Regions from separate parts of the Mus musculus genome. Here region 1 is linked to region 2. A link is a contact called in public HiCAR-type data. All regions are on one chromosome and are shown on one strand. Each heading gives the region's core, a stretch centred on a gene start, on an enhancer-like site or on the middle of the called end of the contact. The rest is flanking DNA. Distances are from core to core; before and after follow the strand shown.

Evidence for each region. HiCAR-type assays count read pairs that join an accessible place to other places.
Region 1: a HiCAR-type map of astrocytes shows a contact between it and region 2, with 3 times the contacts expected there. The contact joins the promoter of Ficd here to the promoter of Pitpnb in region 2. A contact is called at or near these places in 2 of 115 datasets of contacts at active chromatin or transcription factors (astrocytes and thymic regulatory T cells).

The regions. Positions count from the first base shown.
Region 1 is chr5:113,733,064-113,737,062 of GRCm38.p6, reverse strand. It overlaps Ficd (FIC domain containing), which reads right to left and starts at 1,281. Exons shown (of 3, transcript NM_001010825.3): 1 at 1,014-1,281; 2 at 1-242. The coding sequence starts at 191.
Region 2 is chr5:111,329,073-111,333,240 of GRCm38.p6, reverse strand. It overlaps Pitpnb (phosphatidylinositol transfer protein, beta), which reads right to left and starts at 2,544. Exons shown (of 12, transcript NM_019640.5): 1 at 2,408-2,544. The coding sequence starts at 2,427.

The sequences.
Region 1 (3,999 bases), core at 32-2,531, 2.4 Mb before region 2:
TTGCTCCTGAGCAGGTGGAAACCTCTGAGCACAGCCAGGCAATGCTCTTCCACAACTCCCAGCGGCAGCAGCAGAGCCAGCAGCGACCCCAGAGCCATGCTCAGCAGCGCCATCCACAGGAAACGGCCCCAGACGGAGACCCATTTGGGTTCGGCCACTGCCACCACCGACGCCATTGGCATGAGTATCATCTGGACTGAGGGCTGGGCCCAGAGCACTCGACACAGAGGAAAAGCTGGACCCTGCAAGGAACCAAGCATTGTAAAAGAATGAGGCAGTGGGAGTGGACCCGTTCCCAGATGGAGAGACCAGACACAGAATCGTCACACTTTCTAATTCATTAGGGACCACGGAAATGGGGGAGGGGTCTCATGGTGCAGGGCCAGCCTGGGAAGATTCATCCTAACCCATAGCTCCTCCGGGGTAGAGTGATAGGACTCTAATGCATTTATATATATTAACTTTCATAATCTCAGCCTACAACCCCAGGAGGTGATGTTTCCACACCGCCCTCCCCAGAGGAGATGCAATCAGAACTCAGAAAAGTGAAGTCGGGGACTTTTCAGCCCCCCTCTTAGTCCACTAGTCCACCACAAGCGACTATTGCCACAGGACACCTAGTGTTTGGGCTGTAACTCCTGCATACGCCCCTGGACACACACCACAATCTTCGATAAGGACAAATGTCTGGTGTCCTGATGTTACCATATGAATACCGACAGCCTCGGTGACCAATGTTGTGTCCCTTCTGCCCTTCCTTCCCTGGCTTGTCCATCATAGACAGGGAAACCCAAGGCCTGGCCAACAACAGTGGGTGATGATGCCCTACCTCAGCGAGGGCGAACACAAGCTTGGGGGCTGGCGGGGGATGGGGGGGGGGAGCGAGGGATCAGGTATGCAAATGCCATCTTGCCAACAATAAGCATTTATTGGGCAACTATGGTGTGCCGGACACTGCGCTGCCGGCCAGCCTTGCACGCTGTCAGCCCCCTTGCGAAGAGCGAGCAAGCTACCTGTAGCTCCCGGTTTACAGATGAGGGATGACGCCGTTCTGACAGGCGGCGCCGGAGCTCCGGGGCCTGACCCGCCACGTCATCACTTCGCGCGGCCTGTGCAGCGGCTCGAGCCCAGCAGACTTCGGCTTACTCCCGAAGCGGGGGGTGGGGTGGGGGGTGGAATGAGGCTGCCGCGAGCTCCCGCTACGAACCGGCCCAGGGCTCGTGCCCGCCTCCAGCATCCAAACCCGCGCGGCCGTTCCCCGCAGCCGCGGTCGCAGGCCCCGCCCCCACCACCTCGCCCCGCTCCCGTCGCCTCGCCATTGGACGGACGGCCGCCCTTGCCGCGGCGGATTGGCTGTCTCGACTTGTCCATCCGCCGCGCTTCCGGGTTCTAGAGCTAGCTAGAGCATCCCCCCGGGAAAGGCGCGCCGTGTGCCGCTTCCATTGGCTGTCGCTTGTGTGCATGGGGCGGGGTCGAGGCCACCGGCTAGGGCGAGCATTTGCGTCCTGTTTTCCCGTCCCAGCATCTGCTACCTTCCTGGGCCTCCACCTAGGCTCTGTGTGCTTCAGTTTCTCTGGTGTGCAATGGCAGTAGCCACATCACCAAACGTTTCCCACTTCTTAGTCCCGGTTTCACCGTTTGTCCCTTTTCTTTACCCCCTTTCTTGTCCTCTCTAATCTACTTTTGTTTTTGAGATGGCTTCGCACCGTGTAGACCAGGCCTGGCTAGGAATTAATTCACGGTGTAGCCCAGGTTGGTCGGGACTTACTGTGTAGCCCGAGCTGGCTTAGTATTCAACCCGGGTCATTTTGAGCCAACATGCCCTCCTGACCTTTTTTAGTTTGCATTCTCTGGAGCGGCTGGCTATGGCTTTTTGTTTACCAAATTAAGTTTTCTTTGGTGCAGAGGGCAGGGCTCCCATCTCAACCCACAAATATTGAACCGGAAGCTCCCAGGGCCTGCTTTGAGAGGTTACTGGGCACACTCTGGAGTCAGACGGCCCACAGATTCAGATTTTTGCCCTCAGTCTCTTGTGATCTTGGATCAGTTTTCTCAACGGCAGAATGGGACAACAGCTCACATCTCTTAATTAAAAAAAAAAAAAAAAGTTCGTGTGCGCGCACGTGCACAGAGATCAGTTTGCAAACCTGGGCTTTCTCCTTCTACCATATGGGTTTGTGGATTGAACGCAGGTCACCAAGTTTGGCTCCTACCTGCCTTAGCCCTCAGGTTCTGGATTTGGGACTCTTTTCATGGAGCCACACAGCCCTGGGTTCGCATCCCAGCTCTGCCACTAGCAGACTGACTTGGTGGTGTCAATCTACTTTACTGATCTGTCACCTGCAGGTAGCTTAAATTGGTCTGGGACTCACTGTATAGGCCAGGCTAGCCCCAACCTCCCGCCTCTGCCTCTGCCTTCTGAGTGCTGGGATTAGAGGCATATACCACCAAATCCGGTTTCAGCCTGCTTTCTTATAGAACCCCCTGACCAGCCCAGGGATGGCTCCACCCACAATGGGCGGGGCCTTCCCCCATCAATCATTAATTAAGAAAATGCCCTACAGTTGGATCTTATGGAAACATTGTTCTCAATTGAAGTTCCTTTCCCTCCAGATAACGCTAGTGCGGTGATTCTCAACCTGTGGGCCATGACCCCACAGGGCTCTCATATTAGCTATTTACATTACATTACGATTCATCACAGTAGCAAGCGTATGGCTATGAAGTAGTAATGAAATAATTTTATAGTTGGGGGTCACCACAGCATGAGGAAACTATGTTTAAATATAATTTTATAATGTAGTATGTTAGTCAGGGTTCTCTAGAGTCACAGAACTTTTCGGTAGTCTCTATATAGTAAGGGAATTTGTTATGATGACTTACAGTCTGTAGCCCAACTCTCCAACAATAGTCAGCTGTGAGTGGGAAGTCCAAGGATCCGGTAGTTGCTCAGTTGCACGAGGCTGGGTGTTTTCAGCTGGTCTTCTGTAGAAGTAGGTTCCAACAGATGTGCCAGCAAGTAAGTGCACGCAGGGGAAGAAGAGCGAATCTTCCTTCTTCCAATGTCCTTATGTAGGTCTCCAGCAAAGGTGTGGCCCAGATTAAAGGTGTGTACCGCCACGCCTGGATCTGGGACTTGCTTTGGCCCAGGCTGACTTTGAACTCAGAGATCTCCTTGCCTCAGTCTCCTGGGATTAAAGGCCTTGCCTGGGCCCAAGCTTTTTTTTTTTTTTTTTTTTTTTTCTTTCTTTCTTTCTTTCTTTCTTTCTTTCTTTCTTTCTTTCTTTCTTTCTTTCTTCCTTCCTTCCTTCCTTCCTTCCTTCCTTTCTTTCTTTCCTTTTCTTTTTTCTTTTTTTGGCTTTTGGAGACAGGGTTTCTCTGTACAGCCCTGGCTGTCCTGGAACTCACTTTGTAGACCAGGTTGGCCTCGAATTCAGAAATCTGCTTGCCTCTGCCTCCCGAGTGCTGGGATTAAAGGCGTGCGCCACCATGCCTGGCCCTCTTTTTTAAGATTCATTTATTTATCTTATGTATATGAGTACACTGTTGCTGTCTTCAGACACACCCAGAAGAAGGCATCAGATCTCATTACAGATGGTTGTGAGCCATCATGTGGTCGCTGGAATTGAAGTCAGGACCTCTGGAAGATCGGTCAGTGCTCTTAACCGCTGAGCCATCTCTCCAGCCCCAGAGCCTAAGCTTTTCATGGCCACTATGCCTCAAGATTGCCACCCCAAGATCTAGAAACTTGTGTCTCCCAGTCTCAAGATTCGGATAACAGGTGAGCCCTCCAATTCTGGATTGTAGTTCATTCCAGATATAATCAAGTTGACAACCAGGAATAGTCATTACTTGTAGTGATTGCATTAGGGAGGTTGAGAACCACTGCTCTAGCCTGTGTCAGGACGGCACAGCACAGGCCCGCACAGAGGATCTTATGTTTAACCCTTGATCAAGGGTCTTCAATGTTCTCTGAGCAATCTCTAAGATGTCATTCAG
Region 2 (4,168 bases), core at 1,295-3,794:
TGCCTCTCTCAGGGCTGGTATTAAAGGCATGTGTCACCACACTTGGCCCTGAAAGCTATTTAAAAAAAAAAAAAAAAAAAGCCCAGCAGTGGTGGCGCACGCCTGTAATCCCAGCACTTGGGAGGCAGAGGCAGGCGGATTTCTGAGTTTGAGGCCAGCCTGGTCTACAGTGAGTTCTAGGACAGCCAGGACTGCACAGAGAAACCCTGTCTCGAAAAAAAAAAAAGAGGAAAAAAAAGTTCTAAGACATCCAACATGTGCCAAGGTATTTTACTTCCCCACACAGGAACCATCTAGTCACTGGATGGAGCTGACAGCAGGGGTCACTTCATTTACAGCACTGAGTACTCACACCGTGTTTGACATAGACAGTAAACTGTCTTTATCTTAAATCTAGGAGGAGGAAAAAAAACAGCTAAGAGAGACTCTGATGAAAACAATTAAATGATAGATACACATTAGCCTTTGCTACCTTCCTTCATAAAGTAAAGGTATGCAAAACACAGGACTGGAGAGATGGCTAAGAGGTACTGCTCTCTCAGAGAGGGCCTCGGCTCATTTTCTAGCACCAGCTCCAACTGGATCCTCTGGCCTCTAGGGACATCTGTACTGAGGTACAAACACACACTGTCAGAGAGGGTTAACTCAAGAGTTAACTCACATTCTGAAGACAGGAAGTAACTAATAAATTAAAAGCCACTAGATGCCTCATGTGCAGTCAGTCTAGCATCTCTCTTCCTAGGTAGCTTGGCACAAGTCAGTTCCTGTCTATCGCATATTCTCCTGTTTTAATATCTGCCACTAGAGTAATGTTAGGTGATGTTTACAAGATACATTGTTAAAATTACTTGGAAGAAAGTTTTCATAAACTCAAAGTTCAGTAGTATGATTATGTTTTAAGTGTAAATCTTTGCTGTGTGCAGAATGCGAAAGTAAGCCTTTTTTCAGACTCCCTGTCACTAAAAAAAAAAAAAAAGTAGTACTTCTTCAGGCCAGAGATGGCCCAGCAGGCAAAGGCATGACTGGAGTTTCAGGTGCAGGACCCTAATAGGAGTAGAGAACTGACTCGAAAGCTGTCCCCTGACCTCCAAAAGCACTCGGTGTACTACCCTGTACACCCCTCTCCATACAAATGTAATTAAAAGTGTTCTCCTAAAAGTGAAAAAGAATCGTCACCAATTCATTTAACAAGAGTTTGCTGAAGGGCTGGAGAAATGGCTCTGCGGCTAAGAGGACTTGCTGCTCTGAGTAACTGGGTTCAGTTTCCAGCCCATGGACGGTGGCTCACTTCTTGCTCTAGTTCCAGGGGATCCAATGCCTAATGCCCTCTTACTACTACCTCCAAGAGCACTGTATGAACGCAGCACATATGCACACACGCAGGCAAACACTTAAATACACATATAAACAGGCAAATCTTTAAAAACACCAAATGCTGGCTGAAGATGTGCTATGTACTAAAGACTGATCCAAAAAAAATGGAGGTATCAGAGTGAGTATCCTGCACAATGTAGGGCGAACAGTCAGAAAGACAAACAATACACACTTCCCAAGACCTTTAAGGTGAGCTACTGATTTGAGGAAAAAGCATTCGAGTCAGCAGAAAGAGAAGGAAAGCCAACATACAGAGCGACAGAGGAACAAGGGGTCTTGTAATGCTGGAATGGGCAAGGAAAAAAAATTACATATGAGCAGAAAATAGAATCTGGGCAGTGTTAAGTAGAGAAACCTTGTTAGTGATTTTTACAAGGTTGACGTTAATACAGGCAAGGAATCTAGACAGCTAACTTAACGTCTTTTTTTTTTTTTGCTTCTTTTAAGAATCTGAAATTAAACCAGGGCCGAGGAAGAACAGCAACAACAAAATGGGTCACACTTGAAATTGCACAAGGGACACCGGCTCAGGTATGACAGCTGAACATTCCCCGCCACCACGGTTTCCTGTGATGTCCGTGGCTCTAAGCAGAGGGGGAAGCCACAACTTCCCAACAGAATGACGGGACCAGTCCGACGAACTTGGGAAAAGTCTTTATTTGCCGTGTTAAGCACCATGTGTTTAACCCCGCACCGAACCCAGTGAAGCAGGTGGGGCCGGTGTCTCCCCATCTTAGAGATGAGGGGTCTGAGAGCGACCGCAGGGGCATGATCTAGAGTGGGCTTCACTGAGCCTGAGGTGGGTCGGGCTCGAACTTGCGGGCGACCCTTCGCCCGGCATTCCCGGCTCCCCCGAGAGCCCCGGCCGCACCGCCGACCCTGGCGCTGACTGCGGAGGGCGGCGGCGCCGCACAGGGCCTTGGGGGCTCCAGGAAGGAGCCAACTGCGACCCGGGAGCGCCCTCCTCGCGGAGCCCACCGATCCTCCCCAGCCCGCATTCCGGAACCTCGTTCGAGCCCAACGACCCACTCACAATTCCTTAATCAGCACCATCTTCCGGGAACCCCTCACAGCCGCCGCCGCCAGCCGCCACCGCCGGGCCTCGCAACACGCAAGCGTAGCCCCGCCTCCCAATCGTCCGAGCCCCGGGAGCGCCTGCGCGTCCGCGCCCTTCCGCCGCCGGCCATTGCGTCAGCGCGCCTGGGGGAGCTGACTCCGCCCAGTCCACGCCCCGCTCACGGAGCACGAGGCCTCCACTGCGGCTGCGTGGCCCCTTGGCGCGCTGGTGAGCCTTGGAGCGCGCCTGCGTACTCTCGGCGAGCAGTGGGGCAGCAAGCGCGGCGTCCTCCTGCCAGCGTTAGTCTCTCACGGCGCTGTGCAGCCTATGGTTTCCAGTGAGTTCTCCAGTCGGGACCCTAAACGACGTTGAGTTCGCACAGGTGTGGGAGCCGAGGACGACCTCAGGTTTAGCAGGAGCGTGTTCTAGAAACCCAGACAGACCGGTGTTAAAATCCTGATGTGTTCGCCCCTTGTCCTAACTAACCTTTTTAAGGGTACATCTATCTGGTTTGCCTGTATTGTGTCTGCTCCCTGTGTGTCTCATGCATACTGAGGTTCACGTGTAACTGGAGATGCAGACAGTTGTGAAATGCCATGTGAGTGCTGGGAACCAAACCTGGGTCCTCTGCAAGAACCCCCAGTGTTCTTAACAACTGAGCCCCTGTCCAAACATTGAATCCTCAACAAAAGCAATTTTGCATGAGACAGACCCAGACCCAGTTGGGTAGACTAATTCTAGACGAATTCTACGTGTCTAAGGCATTGGTTTTTCATTATGTGCTTTCGGGGCAAAGAACTCACTACAGGAAGAATGAAAGTTAAATTTTACTAAGACCAATCAGAAGCCCGTCCCAACACGGGCTTTAAGCACTAGTTGACCTAACAACTTTGATAAAACAATTTTGAAACAGTGACTAAGTACTGCTCTTGGACTGCCCTCTGCTTCCTCACTCACTGAACTTAGTAACTTGGGATTCAAGGACCTTTTAGTGGGATTCCTAGGGAGCTGGATAGCTGCAGGAATAATCTTCTTTGTGTCAACGGGCATTTTAGGTAAATTTGATTTCTCTATACTTTGTGTCAAACCATATTTTTTCCCTCATCGAATGATCTTGAAAATATTTTCATAAAAACTAGAAATAGTCTCAAGAATATTCTTCCCCTCTCTAGTGATTGATTTATTTATATTTTATGTACATTGGTGTTTTACCTGCATGTATACCTGGATGAGGTCAGATCCCCTGGAACTGGAGTTTCAAACAGTTGTGAGCTGCCACGTCGTGGGTGCTGGGAATTGAACCCAGATACTCTAGAAGAACCACCAGTGCTCTTAACTGCTGAGCCATCTCTCCAACCCCAGTCCCAAGTGTTCCTTAATTTTGTTAGATATCAGAGCATAGGTCAGTTGTCCCGATTTGGGAAACTGGGTTGGACTTTGAAGATGAAGCCCTGGACCTGAATCCTGGCTGGTTGACTTCAAGAAATCTGGAATAAAGAATCTTGTAGAGACTTAATTTATACAACCAAAGATAGGTGACTGTTTAGAGAATAAAAAGTAGGAAGGGACTGAAAATGTAGCTCAGTTTATAGAGTACTTGCCTAATGTCCTAGCAGTGAGTTCAGTCCTTTTGATTTTTTTGAGGCAGGGTTTCTCTGTATAGCTCTGGCTGTCCTGGAACTCACTCTGTAGACAGAGCTGGCCTCGAACTCAAAAATCCGCCTGCCTCTGCCTCTG